Linked DNA regions of Mus musculus: all the other regions are linked to region 2. Evidence: chromatin contacts called from public HiChIP or PLAC-seq and promoter capture Hi-C data. All regions are on one chromosome and are shown on one strand. Each heading gives the region's core, a stretch centred on a gene start, on an enhancer-like site or on the middle of the called end of the contact. The rest is flanking DNA. Distances are from core to core; before and after follow the strand shown.

Region 1 (3,702 bases), core at 383-2,882, 360 kb after region 2:
AATACTAATGCAGCAGCATTCTTACTGTGGGTGAAGAGAAGATGTTCTCACATTGACTTCAGAATTGAGTTATCTGGAGAATAAAATCCCTTAATCCAACTTCCAGTCTGTCCTATGCTTCTTTAGCATTCTCCACCTCAAGTACAGACTAGCCATTATTTGAATCATATAGTGGGTGAAATAAGATCATACCAGATTTCCTACATAGAAACATCAGGGTCCATACTGGGAGGATGATTGTGTAAAATATATTTATTTCTAGCCTAATCTTAATTTTGTTCTGTCAGTGTGATTGTCCGATTGAATGTAAGACACTTTATTCCTCTCAGAATAATTCTTAATGTAAGAAAATCTATATCTGTGTGAGAGTCAAACTTTTATAGTTGAGAAAACCATCACACCGTGTTTCAAAGTTACTATTGCCCTGTAGTAGTTAGTATATTTTGTGTTTCGGGTAGTTTTACTTTGAGGATCTTCCATCCCAAAAATGAAGTAACTTTTATTTGCTCCAAAATATAAGGTATGAAGTTGCCACTTTTTAAAAAACAAAACAAAACACCCTTCCCCTTTCATTCTATCATTTATTCCTTTTCTAGTAATTTTAGTACATAAAGCTTTTGTTTTCAGGATTATTTTGATTGGAATATTTTTTGTTTACTTTAAATAAAAGAAAATTTGTCTTTCAGGTGGATTTTATGGGAAGTGTATTAATCAATATACATTCTAATTTGGGGTTCTCCTCCAATCAAAAATCATCAGAGAATTAGTTATAATAGCATTTTAGAGACATTTTGTTGCAAAAACTCTTTAATACTTTAAAATATCTCTTGCTAACAGTGTTTCCTCCTTATTAAGTGCAGTTATTTTGTTCAACAGCAGTCAGTGGAAGAGCATCTGCAATGTCAAACACTCCTACCCACAGTATCGCTGCTTCTGTTTCCCAACCTCAGACTCCAACTCCAAGTCCCATCATCTCTCCTTCAGCCATGCTACCTATCTACCCTGCCATTGATATTGATGCACAGGTAAGCTCCGCATTTAGGAAAGATGGTTTTCCTGGAATCACACTGCTTTTAGTGATCTTACACATCTAAGATTTTGTTGTCAGAGACTCCAGATACAATTAAAAATTAAAACCCATTTAAAAAAAAAAAAGTATCAAGCCAGACAGGCATGGTGGCTCACACCTAATTTTGCATTTAGAAGGATAAATTATTATTACATGAGTTCAAGGCCAGCCTGGACCTTCATAGTCAGTGCCATGTTCTGGCTGAGTTAAAACTTTAGGGTTGTTTGTTTGTTTTTCTTTTCTTTCCTTTCTTTCTTTTCTTTTTCTTTTTCTTTTCTTTTTTTGAGACAGGGTTTCACTGTGAAGCCCTGGCTGTCCTGGAACTCACTCTGTAGACCAGGCTGGCCTCAAACTCAGAAATCCATCTGCCTCTGCCTCCCAAGTGCTGGGATTAAAGATGTGCGCCACCACTGTCCAGCTAAAACTTTAGTTTTTAAAAGACTAGAATATAAAAGGAGTATAAAAGCAAGATTAAAATGAAACCAGAGCTGTGATCCCAGCCTTTGGGAAGTTGGGTAGAGAGGATCAGGAGTTCAAGGTCATGCTTAGTTGTGTAATGGTTGAAGCTAGTCTGGGTTGCATCACACCCTGTCTCAATAGAGCAAACATTAGGATTGCTGTATATCTCCTTAAATAGTCAATGGAGTGTTTATAAAAGAAAAGGCTGGGGCTGAGACTGTATCAGTGGAGGAACACTTAAAGGCCTGGGTTTAGTTTCTAGCTTCAACCAAAGGTGATTCTGTAACTTAATCAACTTCATGTTTCTGAACATAATATAGTCTTAGTAACTTTTCCCCCTTAAGACGGGGTATCTGTATAGCCTGGGCTGGTCTCCCAGCAATCTTCTTTAAGCCTCCTGAGTGTTAGGATTAGGCATGAATAACCACACCTGGCTCTATATTATATTTTTAAATTATGATGGAATTACATATTGTTTATGAGGAAATATATAGTAATTTATGCAATTTTAACTAATAGCAGATTCTATTGAGGGAATAGAAACACTTTCTTTGGATTAAGAATATATATGAAGTGAAAAAAAGATACTGTTACAGTTTAGAAAGGGTGAGCTCTATTAAATAAGCTGCTGCATTAAAAAAATTAGTTGCTTCCCAGCATTAAGGAGATGGAGGCAGGCGGATTTCTAGATGAGTTTGTGGCCAGTTAGGGCTGCATAGTAAGACCCTGTCTAAATAAGATTAGTTGACTGTCAATGGCAAGACTTCTTAGTGGTTAAAGATGCTTTTCATCAAGTCTAATAGCCTCAGTTTGATCACTATAATCTAAATTGTAGGAGAATAAACCCACTTACCACTTTTCTTGTGATCTACATCTGTACTATGCCATGTGTTCTCACACACATACACATATAGGTAGGTAGATAAGTAGATAGACGCATACATACATTACATTACATATTTGTAAATTCAGCATGATGTCTCAGGGCAAGATGGGATTGACAAATTTGCTTGTTTATATCTTGACAAGGCCAAAAGATGGCAGGTACGGTGCTACAAGCCTATAATCTCAGTGCTTGAGAGATAGAGGCAGGAAGGCTACATAGTAATTCTGAGAATGTCCTGGACTACAGAAGACCTTTGTCTCACAACAAATCAATGAAGTAAAATTAAATTAAAATTTAGAAAGAAAAGACGAAAAGATTAAGAAGTGTGTGAGGAGAGAGAGGCTATTAAAAAAGGTAAAGTTATGGTGGTGGAGTGATGGCTCATTGGTTAAAAGCACTGACTGCTCTTCCAGAGGACCCCGGTTCAATTCCCAGCACCTGCATGGCAGCTCACAACTGTCTGTAACTCCAGTTTCAGGGGACCTTGTACCCTCACACACATGCAGGCCACAAAAAAAAAGAAAAAGAAAAAAAAAAGAAAAAGGAAAAAAGGTAAAGTGATAGTAAGAAAATGTAGGATTTTGATGAATATCTGGGGTGAAGAAGTATATGCTGTTAAGACTTAAACCAGCTTTTTATAAATTTGAGTTTCGAGGAATGTGTGTATATACCATTAAAACCATGTATTTCAGAGCTATAGCAGTTCCTTTTTATGTATGGGTTTGTTTGTTTATTCTTAGACAGGGTCTTACTGTATAGACCAGACTAGCCTGAAACTCAGAACCGCCTGTCTTTGCCCTCCTAAGTGCTGGGATTAAAGGTGTGTATTACTACCAGACTCACACCTGGTGTGTTTTAACTTTCTGTTTATTTTGTTCGGTGTGTGGGTATTTGAACAGCATGTTCTTCTCTGTTCCACAAGCATGCTTGGTCTCTATGGAAGCCACTAGAGTCTGTGTCATAGTTTTCTGAAACAGCCAGCCATGAGCTGCCATGTGGGTGCTGAGAAATGAATGTAGGTTCTCTGCAAGAGCACCAGGTACACTGGCTCACTGAACCCTCTCTCTAGGCTGTAATGTTGCTGGAGGATAAAGAAATCCTGCATTCCTCAGACCACACCACTTACTTTACTATCTGGAATAGAAAAGCATTTGGTTGGTCATTTGGCAAAGGAGGAAAAAGCGAGGAGCCTGACTTTAAAACTACAAAAACAATGTGCATTTATATTTATTATTGATCAAATAGTAGAATTCAGTAAAACTTGGAATTGAATATGCATTATTTCCCT
Region 2 (3,671 bases), core at 951-3,450:
AAGCCTGGGAAGTCAAGCCACGGCGTATCCAAGGTAGAGTTGTAAGTCTCCTCTGTAAAGACACATTTTAAAGAAGAGGAAGATGGGCAAAGAGAAAATTTCAAAAACAAAAAAAGCGAATATGCAAGGTTAATGTAAGAAAGACTTCGACTTTACTAGTAACTAATTCTGTACACATTTACAGCATTTATCAGCTGAGGATGGTATAAACCTGAATCCCAGCACTAAGGAAATGAACCAAAAGGTCGAGAGTTGGAGACTGGAATAGCTATCAAGTGAGCCCTGTCTCAAAAAATAAAATAAAATAAAATAAAATATGAATTCTAAACTTTCAAACTGGTAATAATTGGAAAGAAGTACAATAACTCATGAACACATATTACCCTAGGATTATGAAATCAATAAATTATTCTTTGGATTAGAAAACTTTTAGAATCTAGAGGCATGGCTAAGGACTTAGCACCTGCTGCTCTTGCAGAGAACCCAGGTTCGGTTCCCAGCACCCACATGGTGACTCGCTACTGTCTGTGACTCCATTGCTGGGGGATCCAATACCCTCTTCTAGCCCCAGCAGGCACAGAAAGCAGATGGTGTCCACACACACAGGCAAAACACCCATGCTCATAAGATAAAAGTAAAATAAATTTTAATATAATTTAAAGTATATACCCTTTTTCATCCTGTTACTTCACTTTGAAGGTTGTAAGGTCGTAACCACAGTTCAGAGCAATTACATGTAAAAATTCGCTGTAGTGTTGTTTAGAAATAAAACTCCCTCTCAATAAGGAACTGCTTAAATAAATAATGCTCTATGCATATGGCATATTACAGTGCCGCTAGTTAAAATACATTGTAAGAAAAAAATTAACCCACCCTGACATATGGTAAATTGTTCACAATATCTTTTATGAGATAAAGATAAGTTATAGAAGAGCAAACTATGCAGCCACCTTCAGATATGTTCCCAGAGTAAATATGTCAGCCATGACAGTCAGCCCGCTGCTTACAATAATTTTATTCCAGAGATAGATTTGTAAATATTTTTGTTTCATTTCTGTGTTTTTGAAATTTTTCACATTGTGCATGCTATATGGCTTTACAGTCTACAGAAAAACTATACATCTACACGAGGATAAAGTATTTAAAGGGAAGGCTGCAGATAAAGGCAGAAACCCAGTGTTGCCCAGACACTGAAAACAAACAGGAGATCCGTTTGAGCACGGGCGACTGGGTGCAGCCAGGATCTGAGCAAGACATTGTAGAAGCAGAGCTGTAAACACTGCAGGTCCTGTTCTTTATCATCCAAAGGTCAGTCCACGCCAGCAACCACACACCAGTATACTGTGAGCCAACGTGGCCAAGCTAGTACAAGTGATGGCCGATACCTCTTTTGACCAATGCCTGTTAAATCTCAAAGCCCCTCACCTTTTTCAATGGCCACAGGCTAACTCGACTGTCTGACCCTTTCTGCGTGAGTTTAGAATCCTATGGAAGGCACCGTATAGACACATCAAACAAGCACTGGGGCTCTAGCGTCATTGTCAGACCTTCAGTTCAGTCAGCATTCCACCTCAGAGAACACAAGTCAAGCCTGCCTCACCTTCTCTTAAAATAATAATACGGCTACCCAAGACCCAATTTAAGTCAGGTGGTCAGGCCAGGCACATGAGCCCTGATGTTGCAAGCTGCCTGGAAGGTTCTGGCACACCCTAAGGGTGTGAGGAAAAAAAAAAAAAGTCTTGGGTGCAAAGGTGCTGGCAGAAAGCCAAGACTAAGGAAAAGAAAATTAAGAAATCACAAGCTGAAAGACAACTTAACTTTTCAAAGACAAAACGCAGAGTCCTAGCTGGAGCCGTTTATCTGCAGCACAGTTGGCTAGCAAAGATCCTGCAGCCTGTCACTGACAAAGGTCCCCACCATCAGTCCACTACTGCAGAGAGCAGGGTACCTGCTGGCCGCAAGGACAGAGTAAACACTCCCAACATGCACTGAGGCACTGGGCGTGGCTCAGGTTGCTCACACCCCCTGCGATGGGCAACCTTGTAATAATTAACTGCCGCTGGGGCTGCGAAACTCTGCCTGGAGCAGCACTGTGGGGCCAGCCATGTGTCCTCCACCCTGACTGCCTGCCTCGGCTCGGAGCAGGTGAGTGATCAGGTGAGTGACAAGGACGCCTTGTCACCCGCAGGCAGCTCCGCCTTCCCACTACTGTAAGGGACAGCTCGCCACCTCAGGCTCCGCGCTGCTTGGTCACAAGAGTCTCCTTTGCCCGGCACAAAAGCAGGTGAACTTGGAGGTTGAAGCGAAGAGCCCCGCTCAGTCCACACACAGGCACACCAGGTAGGGGTGCGGGGAGCATTTGAGAGCGGTCTAGAGAAACTGAAATCCATAGTCAGGAAGCGTAAACCCGTGCGTGCATCAGCGCAACCTGAGCCCTAGTGTGAGTTGGCCTTAAATCAGAATTTTTTTTTCAGAATACTCTCCTGGAGAAGGTAAGCGCGTGAGGGGGTTAGGACACAGTAGTGGGGAGGGGCGTTTGGAGCAGCAAGACCACCCTGCCTTCCCCTTTCCCAAAGAGCCAGCTCGTTGACTTTTACCTTAGCTGCTTCTTGTGTTTCAAGTTTGTCATACATGACTACATCGTAAAGGAAAGACCCTTTAACTTGAGGGGTCAGTTAAATGTTCCTTTCTTCAAGGTAAATCAGCTTCACTGAGAAGGGATTGAGATATAATGAAGACCTCACCAAACAATGTTAGGATGACCGTAATCACAAGGGCATCTGTGAGTTAGCATCCAGATTCTGAAGCTGGAGAGTCATAGGATCAAGCCTTGTGTCTGCTACTTACTAGTTTGTCACTTTGAACGTTACTTCCCATATCTAAGCCTCATAAGTCTGGCATCTATAAAACAAACATGATACCATGTGTCTCAGGGCACTTTAGTGGGGATTAAACAGGTGGCAGTTCTTCCACAAACGGCATCGCATCGTATGTCACCGCCCACAAATCTACAGATCTGTAAAATGGGTGTGACGGGGAGGACAAACTGACCTGAGCTGGACAGACAACACCAGACCCTGAGGATGCTGGAAGAGGAACAGTGCTTGTGAGACTGACCTGGTGACCATGGGCGAGCAGCAGCAGCTCTGTAGTGGTAAAACTGCCTGGCTTCTCCTCACTTCCAAGTGTTTAGCCTACCTGAAGGCCAGTTTAAACTTAAATGTTATCCACTTTTATTTTGTGAAAGTGGTGTTTATTTCTGAGGAAATAAAAAGCATCTGTAGTGAGAAAATTACTATCTATTTTATGCTGTAAAGCCCTGGCCTTTATGCTTCACATGAAAGACTGCATTTGAATGACTTTCATCAAATTAGACTATCTGGGCTAAGCCCTTCTGTTGTAACACATATTGAATGGTTTACAGTCAAATGATGGTGACTTTCTTTATATGCTAACAGTCTGGTGCTCATGCTTTGTCGGGCTCTAACTCTTCAGCTTAAATGACAAGGAAGTGGCTTTTTATTATACGGTGTTGTGTAAAGGACACTTTTGTGACTCTTGCTATGAGTTTTATGAATGTTGCTAAATGGTTTACAATGCAAATCATCATTGTCTTAAATGTTCATTTTTCCACTATAGAATTTGAATTTCCTAATCCACATCTAATGAGA
Region 3 (3,915 bases), core at 943-3,442, 500 kb before region 2:
AAACAAACAAAAACAAAAAACGTTATTTAAAAAAAAAAAAAAAAACATCTGTCTGATAGGAGAGAAAAAACAAAACAAAAAAACAACCAAACCAGGGATCAGTAGTTTGGATAAAAATAAAATCCACACATACATCTTTAACATTTCTAGGGTTCGTCATTATTCCTTCTGACCCCTTATTTGTGTTAGAATGCAGTTATTTTAAGTCAGGTAGTGTGGGGGAGGGGACACAAATGTTGAGCTACAAGGCTCACAGGAATGGTTAATGACGACCTATGCTCCCAGAATGGAGGTCATGTCGCATATTGGAAAAGACCATCATCCCAGGAGTCAAACAGATTGAGGTTCTGAATCTGACTCAGTTGCTTGTTCCCAGAGGCGGGAAAGGGGGTAGGGGGGCGGCACACAACCTTTCTGAGCTTCAATTCTTGTGTAAAATGAGCACAGTTATGTCTATGTACCAGAGTTGCAAACATTAAACATGCACATGAGGTTTTGATGAATGCCTTGGACTTTCAGGATGCAACCTCCACGTGGCTCTGAGGACTCGCAATAGCCACGCCTACAAAGCCTTTAGAAAACTGAGCCATCTCCCTTCTGAAGCCACTTTGCAGAGGTAAAACCCGCATCTCACAGACAACGCTTTCCTTGTGCCCTCCACTCACCTCTGACTGAATCATCTATAATATAGCCGGATATTTGTGGTTCATTATCATACTCCTCTGAGTAGTCGTAGTCCCCTGTGGAGAGTTCACTGCCAGAAGGCATTTCGCTTATGGTGGAAACCTCTCTTCCCACAGAAAGCTCAAGTCCACCGGCACTGTGGTCCCCAGAAAGCGATTCGCCTTTCCCTGAGCTGGGGTCATTGAGCTCCAAAGCAGCTGCATAATGGCCTGCAGGGACGGAGAGAATAAGAAGAGATGAGTCGGATACTTCTGTCTCAGTAAGTGAGCATTGCTGTGTAGACATGTGTGTCTCCTCATATCAAACAGTTACTGCATGTGTGCTATTGGGTGTTGGGATTTGTTTTTTGTTTGTTTTGTTTTGTTTGACTGAGTCGCTCATAGAAGCAACTTCCCAGTCTGCCAAGAAGCAAACTCAGTTGCCCAAATTACTGAGTTTCTTTTATCTGGGTTTTCTTTTCCAGATCGCCTACATTAATTTCCACAATTGGATAAGTCCTGCCAAGGCAATGCCCCCAGAATCACGTAACCCGCAATGTCTAAGTGGCCTACACCCTTCGGGTCTAACTTGGGTGCGCTTTTCCAAAGCTTTCCTGCCATCTTTTGACCGGTACTGATACATTTTAACTCTTGTTTACAGCCATTGAATCTGTACATAAGATGCAAAAGGTAGTGCCAATAGTGGCAAAGAGCAACGGTTTTTACCGTCTTTATCTATTATTATCACACAGAGAAAAGGTTCAGAGCCGGGTAACCCCTTGGAGGAGTCCTGAGCTTCAGTCCTTGATTTCATTTTAATTCTTTTTTTTTTTTTTAATATCAAGACAGCATTTGGCAGCGATGCTTTCAACCTCTGAACACTTTGAGTCTGCTTTGGAGAGGGAAAAATAAAATCACTAGACAGAAGAATGGAGACAGAAGGCAAAGAGCCCTCCTTCAAATCCTCCTGGATTAACTACTTTTGTAGAAACTACTTCACCTGCCTGGACCTCAGTTTCCTTAGTTATCAAAGAAAAGGGTGGGCTAAAATGACCTCTTAGGTTTCCATCAGCTGGTCCTTGGGTCATGCTAGAGACCTTGGGTCATGCTAGAGACTTCGTCTGCTTCTCTCACCCTCCTAGCATGAGCAATTTCAGGGGTATGAGCTAAGGGGATCTGCTCCCTGACGTTTGGGGAATGTCAAGAGGCAGCAGCATTCAAGGGGCAACAACCTGAGAGGTGGCGGATGCTCACCTGAGCCTAAGACCAGCAGCAACAGCACTGAGCGCGCCAGCGGTAGCAGCGGAGTTCTCATTGGTTCCACCGGCCGGCAGCGTCTCGGTCTCTGCAGCAACACGACAGCGGCTCCGGGCGGCGGGAGCAGCGGAACCACGGAGCAGCGGGCGAGCACCGGCGCAGGGAAGCCCAGCCCGCCGGGCTCCGGACGGCTGGAGCGGCCAGCGCCTCAGGCTCAGCTGGAGATGTCCGGGCGGTGGCCGCGGGTCAGAAGGGAGCGAAGGAAGCGGGATCCAGGGTGCGGCGAGCACCTGCTGCTTTTATAGACCCGCTGGAGCCACCGCCCGTGACGTCACGGACCAGCCCTGGGTGGAGGCGGGAGGTTACTACTCCAAAAACCCAGCTGACGCGGGAGGAAGTGGGGATCGAGCCCTGATTACGCGGGGAGAAACTTTCCCACTCGCGTTGTGTTTTAAGTTAGAGTGGTGCTGAGGAGCTGACAGCCCAAAGAAACTCTTTGCATATACATTAACAGGACAGCAGGCCGGGACATTAAGTACCAAAGTCCCATTTTAGGATGTTTGTGGAGCTTTCAGAGCAACTGTGGCTTAGTGATGTTAGCCCGAAGACTTTGAGGAGGATAAACGAAGCGCTAAAGGACTCCTAATAACCTAGTTATCAATCAGACACCCTCCCTGCGGCCTTCCTCTCTGCAGTATTTGCTGGTCTTTCTACTCGAATTACACTTAAGGTTTTAGCTGGGCGTGGCCAGACAGTGGCACTTAGGGAGACTGAAGTAGAGGTTACAGGGAGAAGTTAACCTGAGCTGTATCATGAGACCAATAATAAGTTGCTGGGGATAAGTGTGCTCCCCTATTTTACAAACCAATAAAAGACAGATGTAAAAAGCAGAAAAAAATGAATTAACTCAAACACACATTATGTAGATTTGATTCAAATTAGTTTGTCACTGAAATCTGCCCCTTGCAGCTCTGATAAAGAGATTGAGGGCTAAACTGACCTTTAAGAAGAGGGTTGCTGGGCAGAAGAAAGTTTCATAGAAAAGGAAAGTTGTCAAGATGATTTAGGTGTTCAAATTGGAAGAATCCAGGGAGGCCCTCATTTCCAGCCTGAGAGAGAGCCCTAATGGGGACACATCTGCGACTCCAGCACCCAGGCTAGAGGAACTTCCAGGCCCACCCAGGCAACAGAGCAAATGTGAGGGGCTATTTGGGCTAGCAGAAAGACTGGTGTGTGTGTGTGTGTGTGTGTGTGAGAGAGAGAGAGAGAGAGAGAGAGAGAGAGAGAGAGAGAGAGAGAGAGAGAGAAAGGAGAGGAGAGAGAAAGGAGAGGGGAGGGGAGGGGAAGGGAGGGGAGGGGAGGGGAGGGGAGGGGAGGGGAGAGGGGAGGAGAGGAGAGGGAACCGAACCCCACTGGGGGCATATTTAGCTGCAAAGGAAGTGAGGGCAGTTACTTCCCCGAACTCTCATGCTCTAGTAGCTCAGGACACGCAAACTTTATATGCCCCAATACAGGGGAACGCCAGGGCCAAAAAAATGGGAATGGGTGGGTAGGGAAATGGGGGGGGGAGGGTATGGGGGACTTTTGGGATAGCATTCTAAATGTAATTGAGGAAAATAGGTAATAATAAAAAATATTAAAAAAAAAAAAAAAAAGAAATGGATTTCTCTTGGCTTAAAGAAAACAAGACACACTTTCTCTAAGCTGTTTCCTGCCCTTATCCACGACCCTCCCTGACTGAGCTCCCCCAATCAGCCTTTTCAGGACTATTGGTTTTAAACTCTTAGAACAAAAACATGGGCTTTTGGAGAGGAGATACAGAAAAGTCCTGAACTGTGCCCTCACTTCTACTCAGTGTTTGGTGAAGGAGTACTTTGTGTAAACTGTGCTTTACTTTTGTGTGGGAAATCACCAAGAGGGAGATTTAGTGAGCAGCACCATGTTTGTTGAGAGCCCAGTCGTGTGGGCCACATATGATTAAGTAAATCTACTAAAT

What was found. Promoter capture Hi-C pulls out the DNA fragments that hold promoters and counts their contacts. HiChIP or PLAC-seq counts read pairs in DNA pulled down with a chosen protein or histone mark.
Region 1: a promoter capture Hi-C map of liver shows a contact between it and region 2, with 2.4 times the contacts expected there. The contact joins the enhancer-like site here to the promoter of Rassf6 in region 2. A contact is called at or near these places in 8 of 39 promoter capture datasets (the 3T3-L1 cell line, 3T3-L1-derived adipocytes, hippocampal neurons and 3 more) and 5 of 484 Hi-C or Micro-C datasets (the HPC-7 cell line, embryonic stem cells, liver and 2 more).
Region 3: a FOXA1 HiChIP or PLAC-seq map of pancreatic cancer cells shows a contact between it and region 2. The contact joins the promoter of Areg here to the promoter of Rassf6 in region 2.

Annotation. Positions count from the first base shown.
Region 1 is chr5:90,275,566-90,279,267 of GRCm38.p6, reverse strand. It overlaps Ankrd17 (ankyrin repeat domain 17), which reads left to right. Exons shown (of 34, transcript NM_030886.2): 16 at 877-1,025. Among named protein-coding and RNA genes, the nearest start is that of Cox18, 53 kb to the right of the region's middle. Within about 2 kb of position 1,632, at least 5 of the 459 cell types and tissues checked have an H3K27ac peak or open chromatin away from gene starts, as enhancers often do. A contact at or near this core is called in liver, where this site is marked.
Region 2 is chr5:90,639,056-90,642,726 of GRCm38.p6, reverse strand. It overlaps Rassf6 (Ras association (RalGDS/AF-6) domain family member 6), which reads left to right and starts at 2,200. Exons shown (of 11, transcript NM_028478.3): 1 at 2,200-2,340.
Region 3 is chr5:91,137,876-91,141,790 of GRCm38.p6, reverse strand. Areg (amphiregulin) reads right to left here and starts at 2,192. Exons shown (of 6, transcript NM_009704.4): 1 at 1,917-2,192; 2 at 666-893. The coding sequence starts at 1,977.